2 separate regions of the Muntiacus reevesi genome follow, and region 1 is linked to region 2. Evidence: chromatin contacts called from public Hi-C data. All regions are on one chromosome and are shown on one strand. The core of a region is the stretch at or near the end of the contact, and the rest is flanking DNA. Distances in the headings are between cores, read along the strand shown. Region 1 holds the start of NPAT (nuclear protein, coactivator of histone transcription). Region 2 holds the start of CUL5 (cullin 5).

Region 1 (6,006 bases), core at 3,369-5,868, 250 kb before region 2:
ATACAAAAAACCTCGAACAGCCAAAGCCATCTTGAGAAAGAAGAATGGAACTGGAGGAATCAAGCTGTCTGACTTCAGGCTCGACTACAAAGCCACAGTCATCAAGATAGTATGGTACTGGCACAAAGACAGAAATATAGATCAATGGAACAGAATTGAAAGCCCAGAGATAAATCCACATACCTATGGACACCTTATCTTCGACAAAGGAGGCAAGAATATACAATGGAAAAAAGACAACCTCTTTAACAAGTGGTGCTGGGAAAACTGGTCAACCACTTGTAAAAGAATGAAACTAGAACACCTCCTAACACCATACACAAAAATAAACTCAAAATGGATTAAAGATCTAAATGTAAGACCAGAAACTATAAAACTCCTAGAGGAGAACATAGGCAAAACACTCTCTGACATAAATCACAGCAGGATCCTCTATGATCCACCTCCCAGAATATTGGAAATAAAAGCAAAAATAAACAAATGGGACCTAATTAAACTTAAAAGCTTTTGCACAACAAAGGAAATCATAAGCAAGGTGAAAAGACAGCCCTCAGAATGGGAGAAAATAATAGCAAACGAAGCAACAGACAAAGGATTAATCTCAAAAATATACAAGCAACTCCTGAAGCTCAATTCCAGAAAAATAAATGACCCAATCAAAATATGGGCCAAAGAACTAAACAGACATTTCTCCAAAGAAGACATACAGATGGCTAACAAACACATGAAAAGATGCTCAATATCACTCATCAGAGAAATGAAAATCAAAACCACAATGAGGTACCATTACACGCCAGTCAGGATAGCTGCTATCCAAAAGTCTATAAGCAATAAATGCTGGAGAGGGTGTGGAGAAAAGGGAACCCTCTTACACTGTTGGTGGGAATGCAAACTAGTACAGTCACTATGGAGAACAGTGTGGAGATTCCTTAAAAAACCAATACCACTCCTGGGCATACACACTGAGGAAACTAGATCTGAAAGAGACACGTGCACCCCAATGTTCATTGCAGCACTGTTTATAATAGCCAGGACATGGAAGCAACCTAGATGCCCATCAGCAGGCGAATGGATAAGGAAGCTATGGTACATATACACAATGGAATGTTACTCAGCCATTAAAAAGAATTCATTTGAATCAGTTCTAATGAGATGGATGAAACTGGAGCCCATTATACAGAGTGAAGTAAGCCAGAAAGATAAAGACCAATACAGTATACTAATGCATATATATGGAATTTAAAAAGATGGTAACAATAACCCAATATGCAAAACAGAAAAAGAGACACAGATGTACAGAACAGACTTTGGGACTCTGTGGGAGAAGGTGAGGGTGGGATGTTCTGAGAGAATAGCATTGAAACAAGTATACTATCAAGAGTGAAACAGACCACCAGCTCAGCTTGGATGCATGAGACAAGTGCTCAGGGTTGGTGCTCTGGGAAGACCCAGAGGGATGGGATAGGGAGGGAGGCGGGAGGGGGCATCGGGATGGGGAACACATGTAAATCCATGGCTGATTCATGTCAATGTATGGCAAAAACCACTACAATATTGTAAAGTAATTAGCCTCCAACAAATAAAGATAAATGAAAAAAATAAAAGCATGATTACTAGGAAAAAAATACAGCTTTTGATCACAGATTGTGAATTTCTTTGCCTTTAAGTGATTTATATGTTTCTAAAATCTTTTGTTACTTTGTTAAAATAAATAAGCATTATTTCACCATGATCTATAAAAATTATGGTAGATGTAGACAAAGCTCATTCTACATATACAAAAATTAACCTGTCAATTTAAAACATGGCAATAGTCCACTCAAAGTATGGTCCACTCAAATCCACCCTTTGAGTGTACCACTCCACTCAAAGAGTCTACGCAAAGAGTCAGACATGACTGAGCAACTGAACTGAACTCAGTCTACTCCTAAATTGGGGAATTAAAAATGGGTGAATAACTGCTAACCAGAGTCAGGGCTAAGGTAAATCCAAGATGGCCACTTGGATTTTCCCAGCTCCCTGACAAACCTCATTTTTATTTGATGGATTAAAGCCTTCTCTGGCTACAGAATTAATGCCCTCACAAAGGGAAAAAAAAAAACACAACACTATGCTTCACTGAATATTAAGTTCTAGCTTTGTTAATTAAGGTCTATTTACTAAGACTCACTTCTAAGATAATTGTTATATTGCTAAAAGGTTTAATTAGATTGACACCAAGCTAGAGTCATTTAACAACTAAGTCAGATGACCTTGGCACATACCATGCTATACTTTATGCAAGTTCTTGACTTAAATTCTTACTTATGAACTTACTAACAACTGCTAGCTATATTATATTCTATGTCAACTGTTTCAGAAACTTGTTTCTTATGTTACCAAATGAATGACTAAGGCTATGATAAAACGCTGATATGCAGTTCCATATGAGATCAACTATTTTAATAACGTAACTCTAGACACGGGAAGAAGTAACAGGAGGGAGTAATTTCCTGGACCAAGAGGCTAGTAAAACATGGATGGTCCAGAGACTTTTGCTACTCACAAGACCTGGTCTAGTACCAGCACACTGAGTGACCTATCAGTGGAATCTTCACTAGACTTGGGAATGAGTCTTCCCAGCATCGTGGGACACAGTGGCCACGAAATGCCTCCAACGTATGATCAAAAATGCGGCTACGAAGGGGCCCTGCTGACTGAACATTGGTAATTGCCAGCTGCCTCTACAAAAATTAAATCATGACGACTGCAAGCTGCTGACCTTCAACAACAGCCCCTAAAAGTTCAGGGTAGAGATCAGAATTAAGGCACTCTGTTCTGGGAAAAACTGGAAGAACAGGCCTTCAGAGAGATGTTTTCAGGTCAGGATTTTTATGAGCCCAAATTCCTGCATCTTCCTAGAGAAACACTAATGTTACGGACCAGTGTCTGGTCTTGGTTCTCCTGGTGAGCCCCTCAGCAGTTTTTCTACTTCTATTAAACTTTGGGCCATGTTTCTTTAATTTTCTTCTTAAGTTTGTTTCTTCTAGAATACAACAAATAAATCTCCAAATAGTAATACAACTAGAATATCCCCCAGCCAACACCCAGACAACGCTGAACAAGCTGCCTTATCATTTTGTGGACTCTCATTTCCCTCTGTAAATGCACCCTGGCAGAAAGTGGGCACTGGGACTCAGGACCCCACAATGTCCCTGCCCAGCTTGAAGAAGCCCCACTCCTTAGTGACTTGGGTCCCCAGGCCCAAGACAAGGATAAGGTAGGCAGACAGGCAGTCATGAGCAGGGTGTTAAGGGGCCAAAGTTTGGCCCATAAATTAAAAAAGGGCGGAATGTGGAGCCCTATACCAAGGTCACAGGATAAAAATCCCTGGAACTGACTAAGCCCCATAGCAACTGTTGCTATGACCCTCGGGATCTAAACCAGTCAGTACCCTAACCCCTAATATGTAAGATACCCACCCTACTATCCACCCAAGAGCATCCTTACCAATCACCTAATGCCACCATTCCAGTAGGAAGTTTCTGTCTTAAGGTTATGGAAACTGGCTGCAAGCCTGCAAAAGCGTTTGGCTCTCCCCTGAAATGGCCAGCTGTTTTAACAGCAGCTCTCACTCTAATAAATTTTATTCTCCTCTAATTCTGCCTCATGCCTGGAAATTCTTTTCCAACCCCCACACAGACCACGACACTTACCACAGGATAGAATTACCACAGGCTAGATAGTACACAGTCAGCCGACAGTCACAATTTTGAACTGGAGAGTGATTCCAAAGCCCAAGCCGTTACTCAGGAGACTACAGTTTAAGCCTCTACAAATTGCTCGCTGATTAAAACTGCTAATTATGAGAGGAGAGAAAAAGATGATTAGTCAAGCCATCCAGTTACATCTGAACTCCGGAAGGGGATGAGCAAGAAGGCTGAAGACTAAATACGCCAGGAGCACGATGGGTGGGCAGAAGAAAGCCATAAGGACAGGGGGCTAGGCTAAATGAGGTAAAGAGAAGGGGAAAGGGCCGCTCTGTAGGCGTGCGTCTGGAGGCAGGGGCTGAACGGCTCAGCTAGGACTGAATTCCCCAACGCTGAAGCCACTGAGCTTCTTCCGCGGCCCTACCGTTGGACTTTGCCGAAGTGGAATCTGTGTAAGCGGTGATGTCCGCAGCCTAGAAGCCCGCTCAACCCGCCTCCCGAAAAGCCCGAGCAGGCTGTCCCAGCACTATTCCGGCTTCCGGATCAAACCTGGAGTGATAGCGCAGCGTACTTTTACCCAAAGGAAGCACTAAGGCGAACTAGCGCCGGGGCACCGTTTGCCCACGCTGTCCCAACACGCACGCTCTGCACTCCCAAGACCCGCCTCCCCAAACACAGGGCCCGGCTGAGGGAAACGCGCGTGCGCCCTGTCAGCCAATGGCGAGCGGCCCTGCGTCTGCCGCTCGCCCTCTAGCGCCGGCTCTGCCTCTCCCCTCCCGCCTTCCCGCCCCGCCCCTATCCAAATGTGAGGGCGGATGTGACGACAGCTCCAAGTAGAACGGAGGCGGGTTTCTTTTCGGCGCCTTTCTTTCTCCGGCGGAAGCGATTGGCTGGCGTGGAGCGAAAGAGGCGGGACAAGTTGTCGCGGGTTCAGTGCCGCCACTGGAACCGGGAGATGCGGCGCAGGGGCTGTCGCTGTGTTGGTTTTTATCCGAGTCTCGTCTCTCACTACGGTTCCTTCTGCGGCTTCGATCATGCTGTTACCTTCGGACGTAGCCCGGCTGGTATTGGGTAAGCGCCGGCGCGGGAGGGAGGGGTACTGGATCAGGCTAAGCCGGACGGAAGGACCTTTGGAGCCAGAGGTTTTTCCCAGGGTGGGAAAGCTTTGGGGCTTTGCCTCCCCACCTGCAAGTTCAGACTGGCGGTGAATCTTCTTCAGTGGGAGGCTCGGGCGGTTTAAGTTTCTTTATGTGTGAATGCTCCACTCTTCCGAGACTCTGTGGCGAGGGGCGGCTGAAGAGAAACTCCGGGTGGAACACCTGAGGCCCGGATTTGGAGGGAAAGTCAGGCCTGCACACTCAATTAGAATCCTGCAGGGGAGTTGCCTACGTGATGGATGGACTGCGTGTTCTTCAACCTTGGGCTCACTTTCCCGTGTCAGAGCTGGGGCCGAATTAGGAAAAATAAAAGACTTCCCCAGCCACCCAGCTTTAGCGAAGGACCTTTCTGACGGCCTTCTCATAACTTGCCTTTAGCGCTACGAATTTGGAACGAATGAAGTGATCCTGCCTCTATCCCCCAGCCTCCTGCAAGAAGTCGTAGAATGTAGAGGTTTGAAACGCCAATTGCATACTTTTAAGACATCAGCAATTCTTTTTTTTTTTTTTTAATTAGCAAGACTTTTCACTGGAAATGCCTTCCAGTGGAACGTTTTCTAGTCCTAGTTTTTCCTCAGTTTGAAGAGTGACACTGCCAGTTGTCAGGGTGTATTGTCTGTGCAGGAAACGGGTTTTGTTGTTTGTTCCCTGAAAGAATAAAGAGTATTGTATTGCTGGGAATGAGAGCCACATAAAACTCAAAACCGGAGCCAGATTTACAGACATCATATGTGAGTGGTTAAATGGTAAACATCTGTTCTAAAACTTGCCTTGGTATCTAAAGGCCGTTACTAACATTATTTTACTGTCAGAAAAATCCATTTCTTATTCCCTTTTTAAAGTATTCGGCCCTGTCCAAAAAAAGAAAAAAGTTTTCATGCACAGACTCTTGACAAGCACATTTTGCAGGAAACTTTAGAGGGTAATGGTTCTACCATCTGTTTTTGGAGAAAATAATCACTTAAATTTAAACTAATATTTTGTTAATGTTTGGTTAATCTTTTGCACACTTTATCAGAGCTGAATATTAACAGTTAACCTACATCTAAGAAGAAAGCTGTCTATCTTGTAATTGTTATATTAATTAGGCTTATTTGTAAACAGATCCGGAGTAGACTCACAAAATTCACAATAATACTGACATACTTTATTATGGTAGC
Region 2 (6,517 bases), core at 2,548-5,047:
GCCATTTCCTCCTCCAGGGGATCTTCCCAATGCAGGGATTGAACGCAAGGCACTTGTGTCTTCTGCATTGGCAGGCGGATTCTTTACCACTGAGCCACCTGGCAAGCCCATAAGCAACTGGTAATTGCATATGTCAAAATATACAACACAAAATCTTTGTATATCCAAAAGAGTTCTAAAATCCAGCAAAGGTCTACTTGCTTTAGTGAATACATTATTAATACACTCAAATTCCAATATGAAAAAAGTAGGTGGTTTCTATTGCATTAGGTTCTTACTTTTAAGTTTTATAACAAAGTTCTGAATCATGTTATCTTTCATAACAAATAAGCTATCCCTCCAAACTCTTCACCCACAAATTCAATAAACTTAACTTCTTACTGGTACACAGGAAGAGGGCATTATTTTTCAGCAGAACACTAAAGGCCTCCCTTCAGGGTTGATGACATTACTCATCATTCTTCAGATACACCTGCTTACCTGATAGTCAAATTCTAACTGTATTCTCTTCTAGGCCACACTTCTCAATTTTGACCATAAGACATGGTAATTCTGTCAAATGTGCTCTGATGAAATCTAATTGCACCATGTCCAAGGCATCTGTCTAGTGAACCAGCCTATTAAACCCTGTCAAAAAAGGAAATGAGGCTAACGTGGCCATTCCCTAGCCAGATCTATCATTATTCAAGGTATTACCAGACTTGAATTTATTTATTGATCTATTTATATTTTAATTGAAGTACAGTTTACTTACAATGCTGAGTTAATTTCTGCTGTACAGCAAAATGATTCGGTTATACAAACATACATACATACAATCTGTTCAATGTTCTTTTCCACTGTGGTTTATCACAGGATATTAAATATAGTTCTTTGTGCTATATAGTAAGTAGCACCTTGTTGTTTATCCGTTCTATTTTCTATATATATATAGTAGTTTACATCTGCTAATCCCAAACTTCCAGTCCATCCCTTCCCTTCAACCTTCTCCAGACTTTAATTCAAATGACCCTATAAATTCTGGTAAGGGTCTCCCTGCCATTTCTCCAAGACAAACTTCCTACTTTTTCATTAACCACTTCTAAAGGCATAAATATAAGACAATCCCCGCCTGCCCCCCCACACACACACACTTCAATGAGGAGAGAAAAAAAGGAAAAAAAAGTTTTCTGACCAATGTGAATAAGGAAACTTTTGGTGATACAGATAAAAGAATCAAATGTCTACTTATAATATCCATTTTGTTAGTTGTATGTATTTAAAATTATACTACATAAAACATTGAGAAATTCTTTTTCCCCCTTTTCAACATTTCACTAAATAATTTTATTGAAAAATTTCCAGTGTATCTGTCATCTTTTCATATTCACTAGAGACTGTGACTTTTACCAGTTTTGTCAAACATTATCACTTTTCTTTTATTTATAAAAGTTATTTGAGTTACAGAACTGCTCGAATTACGATCTTTTTAACCTACATCTTAAACACCCATTTCTATCCATTCAGGTATCTTTTTCATTTTATAGGTGGGTGTGTGCTATACATATAGATTCATAATCTCTACAAGGTAACGACTTATGAGTATTGAATGAAGGAGCTTCAGACTTATATCTCCTTCAAACAAAGCTTTGTAAGGCTTTGTATGGAGTAGAATAAAGTGACTCACTCTTTCCTGAGACACAAATCTGGGAGGAAAAAAGACTTTGCTTTATATCCACGTTATCAATTAGTCAAAAATTCACAATTATTTTAAACACATTTCAATTAATAACATACACTATTGGTTATGTAAATGCATGGATACATTAACAGGAGTCTTTGCAAGTTGAAGTTTTTTTTCTGAATTAATATATTAGAACTTTGCTATACTGATATAAAAGAAGTGAATTACTCAACTTCCATGAACTTGTTTCCTTAGAGAAACATCAGTAGTAACTGTAGTAATTAATGTGTATTGCATACCAGTTAAGACCCAGTCGCTGTTTTAAGATTATATATATACCAACTCAATCTTCACAAAGCTCCTATGAAATAAGTGCTATTGATGATTTCATTATATTGATGAGGAAACTCAGGAACGGAGAGATTTAGAAACTTGCCCAAAGTCATGGAGCAGAAAAGCTAAGTAGCAGAAATTCGGTCTAGTTCTGGGTCCCTCCCTCTTTTAAAAGAAGACGCGGGGTTGCGGGGGGAGGGGGGGGCGGTTAATATGTGTGTGTTAGTTGCTCAGTCGTGTCACTCTTTGCGACCCTGTGGACTGTAGCCCACCAGGGTCCTCTATCCATGGAATTCTCCAGGCAAGAACACTGAAGTGGGTTGCCATTCCCTTCTCTAAAAGACGACATTCTACCTCTAAAATTAGTAAAATTAGAGGGACTAATACAGTTAGTATTAGTAGTCTAAAGAAGACAAGAGGTTACAGTTAAGTTTTAACATATTTTCTATTCTCTGTCAACACTGTCTGAAGGCTTAATTGACAGGGTTTTTGAGGGAGAAGTAGTTCATATACTACCCCCATTTCAGAAATACTTTTAAGGTATAAAGTATTGCCTACTACAAACATACCATAGAGGAAACTAGTGCAGGTCTTCCTCCTTCTCCTCTAAACTTTGTAACTCATGGCAGAGAATCTGCCTCTCTGGGCCTAGATCCCCCTTGCTATCCCAAATACATAAAACTAACTTTAACGGTTTTCTTTGATAAGGCAACTTTCCTAAGCCCTAAAACAACAGCAGTGCTTCCACTGTCGTCATCTGGTTGTGTGCTGTAATGGGGTTGATTGAGGAACAGTTTCCTAAGTTAAAAAAGGGTAAAAATACGAACTCAAGAAAGGAAGAACAGAAGGGAAGGTGTAGTAAGCAGTTAAGGGAGGGAGTGGGGCGGCAGGCGCTGCCGTCTTACTTGGAATTCCGCGCAGATAGAAGAGAAACTGAGGAGGTGGGGGTCCGGTCGCTAAAACCTGTTAGCAACATTTTCTGGGATTTTCTTATCTGCGTCTCAAGACTCGCGCTTCAGAAGAATCTGAGACCCTAAGGACACTAACTGCCCGATCCGTCAGGACGTGCCACCACCTTTCTTCTGGGGTCCCGGGCCAGCGCTGGCCCTTTGAGACCACTGTCCGCCGTCAGCCCTCGCCCGGGCCTTTCATACACCGGGCAACCGGCAGCAGGGACAACCAGGGCCTCTCGACCCCAAGGCCGGAGAACCGCGTTCCGCTCCTCGGCGGCTGCCTCCCCGGTTTCTCTTCCGGTAGACAACCCCTGAACACACCCCCATTTCGCCGCTAAACCAGAACCGAGTCATTCCCCAAGAGCTGAACCCACCGCTCGCGGAGCAGAAATCCAAGCCGGACTAAGGGTCTTACCTTTAACAGATTAGACGTCGCCATGTTCCTTCAACTTAGACTCTCGCGAGACCGCGCGAGATTTCGTGGCGCTCGGTGCCAGGCCACTACTGCAGGCCCGAGTTTCCCACCTGGGCCGAGGGGCCCCCGGGCGGGCACTGTGGATGTGGTGGGCGCCGGCGTGCACACAGCGCTGACCTCGTCCCTCACTCCCGGAGCTTCCTCGCTCTTCCCTCCCTACATGGTCACCGGGGCCTCTCCTTACTAGAGAGCTCATGCAAACACTCAGGGAGACGGCAGCGGCGAAAGGTGAGAGGGAACAGGAGCCGACCTGAAATCGGAAGAGGAAGCATCGGCTCCACGAGCCTCCCCACTCCTTCAGATGAGCCTCTGTGGTGGCACCCGCAGAGACCACTGGCAACGAATTTAGCTCGGTTTGGGACCGGCCGCTCTGGTTCGGCGGCCGCGTCACGTGACGCGGCGGGCGGGGCCGCGCTCGGGAGCGAGCGTGGGAGCCTGAAAGCTTCGTGGGCCGAGATCCCGCCGCGAGGGCGGGGGCACGCCCTCTGCTGGCAGGAGTATATGTCTTCCTCCCTCCGCCGCCGTGTGCTGGGGGGAGGTTACGGAAAAGACATTATCCGGAATGAAATGCTTGTAATAACTGTCTTCAAGACCTGGCGCATTAAGGGACCCAAGAAATATTTGTTTGCATGAATCAATGAATCCATGCACGAACGTGTTAACTATTAATATTTCTACTCAAGATGGCCTGGCACTGAAATAACCTGTAAGAGCTTGATCAGGTATAACAGAACATCCTATACCCTAAGACCCCTAAGCGTTATCCCTTCAGACCTCAAACCACTGGCCAAATAAAGGGAATATAATTTATATGTAGAACCTACAATATACCTAGTATTGTATTCTACACGTTTCCGAACTGTTCATTCATACATAATATGTGAGAAGTTAGAGCTATAGAGCAAAATAAAGCAGAGAAGAGGGATGCAGTTTGCGGTTTTAAACAGAGGGATCCAAGTAGGTCTCACTGAGAAGATGGCATTTGAGCGAAAAGACTTGAAAGCGGTGAGGGAGAATGCCAGGACATATTTGGGAGGAGCGCATTCCCTATAGGGGGGAGCACAGGTGGCACGTTGCCCAGAGTTTCAGAGGGACAGTTAGAAGGTTAGTGTGTTTAGAGCGGAGAGAGAGTAAGAAGAATAGAAGGCCTTATTGGGCCTTGTACACCACAGCCAAGACTGGCTCTTATTCTCAGTGAGATGGGCAATCATTGCAGGTTTTTGAACAGAGGAGTGGTATGATCAGACTCCCGTTTAAACGTGATTGGTCTGACTACTCTAGTGAATCCAATGAGAAGAGTAATTTAGAAAGCTTTTGTATTATCTTGTTAGATCGACACAATCATGCCACCTAGATGGCCTACATTTTACAGTGATTTATTAGTGATCTAGGCATGATTAAACAATGACTACATGGTAGAACAAGGATTCAGAGCCACTAGGCCTGTAATGTCCTGTCAACATGGAGATGACTCAGAGGTCATCTTTGTTCTACAGGTGAGAAAATGGAAACTTCTTTCTGGTCAGGGTCACAACTGGGTCAGACGAAAAGTCTGGTCCAGAATAAACTTTGTATAATTATGGATCCCTTTCCCAGTGACCCTGGGTTGTCTTCAACCCTAGTTCAACTCTACTGCTTTATTTGCAAAGTGTAAGTTGATTAATTTATAACTATGTACCATTAAAAAGTTAGGCAACATACTGTAATAGAGCAGTTGAATATGTTCATAAATTAATGACCCTTCTTAAAGAATTCATTATTAAGTAGTTAAGTATCTAATGCCTGTTCAAGTGTCTTGTTATGTACTAAGCACTGGAAATCTAGGATTAATGAGACAGATAAGACCTCTGTCCTCTTGGAGCTTATAGTCTAATAAGGGAGCTAGATATTAAGCATAGTTACATGAATCAAATGTTGCTGAAATGGAGTTGTGATAAATACCGCAAAGGTAAAATACAATGTGTTGTTCCGAGCATGTGGTTTGGAAGGGACTACTATCCTGTACTATTCCTATGATCACACTCTGAATCTTGTGACTACTTCTGAATTTTCAGTTTCATATATCCCACTGCCTAACAAGACATTCCTTTCTCCAAACTTGCTTGCTCTGGCATCTCCACTGTTACAGTCTGACCTGAAATGAGTTCTTCATTCCATTGACCCCGCTACCTCCTTGTTCTCTATCATTCCCTCCTTTTTCACTTTCTTCCTCACCCAATTTAGCTTCTGTAAACCATCATTATTAAAATATTTAAATATTTTATTTATTTAAATATAGAGAACACAATCACATAACATAAAATTCAGAAGGTACTAAAAGGATTACAGTTAAAAGTAAGCCTCCTTCCCTTTCCTAGCATAATGTTCTATATTGTGGTAGGTATTTGGTTTACTCAGGTGTATTGTTATTGTGTTGTTGTTTAAGCAGTAAGCCATGTTCGACTCTTTGTGACCCCATGGTCTGTAGCCTATTAGGCTCCTCTGTCCATGGGATTTCCCAGGCAAGAATACTGGAGTGGATTGCCACTTTCTCCTCCAGGGGATCTTCCCAACCCAGGAATCAAACCCATGTTTCCTGCTTGGCAGGCAGATTTTTACCACTGTTAATTTGTCAAAACCCAGTCAGTGTACCATTAAAATTTTTGCATCTCATTCAAAAGAAAAAGCAGAAACAGCATTTGAGTTTAGTTAATGATATTCAGGCTGAAGAATTTAGGAATAACTGAAGTTATGTTTACCATTTGCTTTGAAATGTATCAAAAAATAAGATGGATTGATGGTTGCATAGAAAAGTTGACAAAGCAATTATAGTAAAAAATGTTAATGGCAGAATCTGGGATGGATTAACTAGTGTCCTCTATGTAAAATCTTTCAGTTTGTCTATAATGTTTAACATTTTTCATAATTAAATGTTGTGGGACATTTTTTTAATAGACTTCCTTTCCTCCACAGTCCGTTAGGCAACTGTTGTCCCTTACTCAGAAATAATAATTATAAATTTCTTGTGAATCCTCAGGACATTTGCTGCATATATAAACATTCATATATGTATTTATTTTCTCTTCCCACAAACAATGGCATACCAGTTATACA

What was found. A called contact is a pair of places that touch in the nucleus more often than the background predicts.
Region 1: a Hi-C map of blood shows a contact between it and region 2, with 4 times the contacts expected there. The contact joins the promoter of NPAT here to the promoter of CUL5 in region 2. A contact is called at or near these places in 2 of 3 Hi-C or Micro-C datasets (blood and muscle).

The regions. Positions count from the first base shown.
Region 1 is chr9:73,416,489-73,422,494 of mMunRee1.1, forward strand. It overlaps NPAT (nuclear protein, coactivator of histone transcription), which reads left to right and starts at 4,619. Exons shown (of 18, transcript XM_065943955.1): 1 at 4,619-4,760. The coding sequence starts at 4,724.
Region 2 is chr9:73,664,623-73,671,139 of mMunRee1.1, forward strand. It overlaps CUL5 (cullin 5), which reads right to left and starts at 3,798. Exons shown (of 19, transcript XM_065943898.1): 1 at 3,365-3,798. The coding sequence starts at 3,388.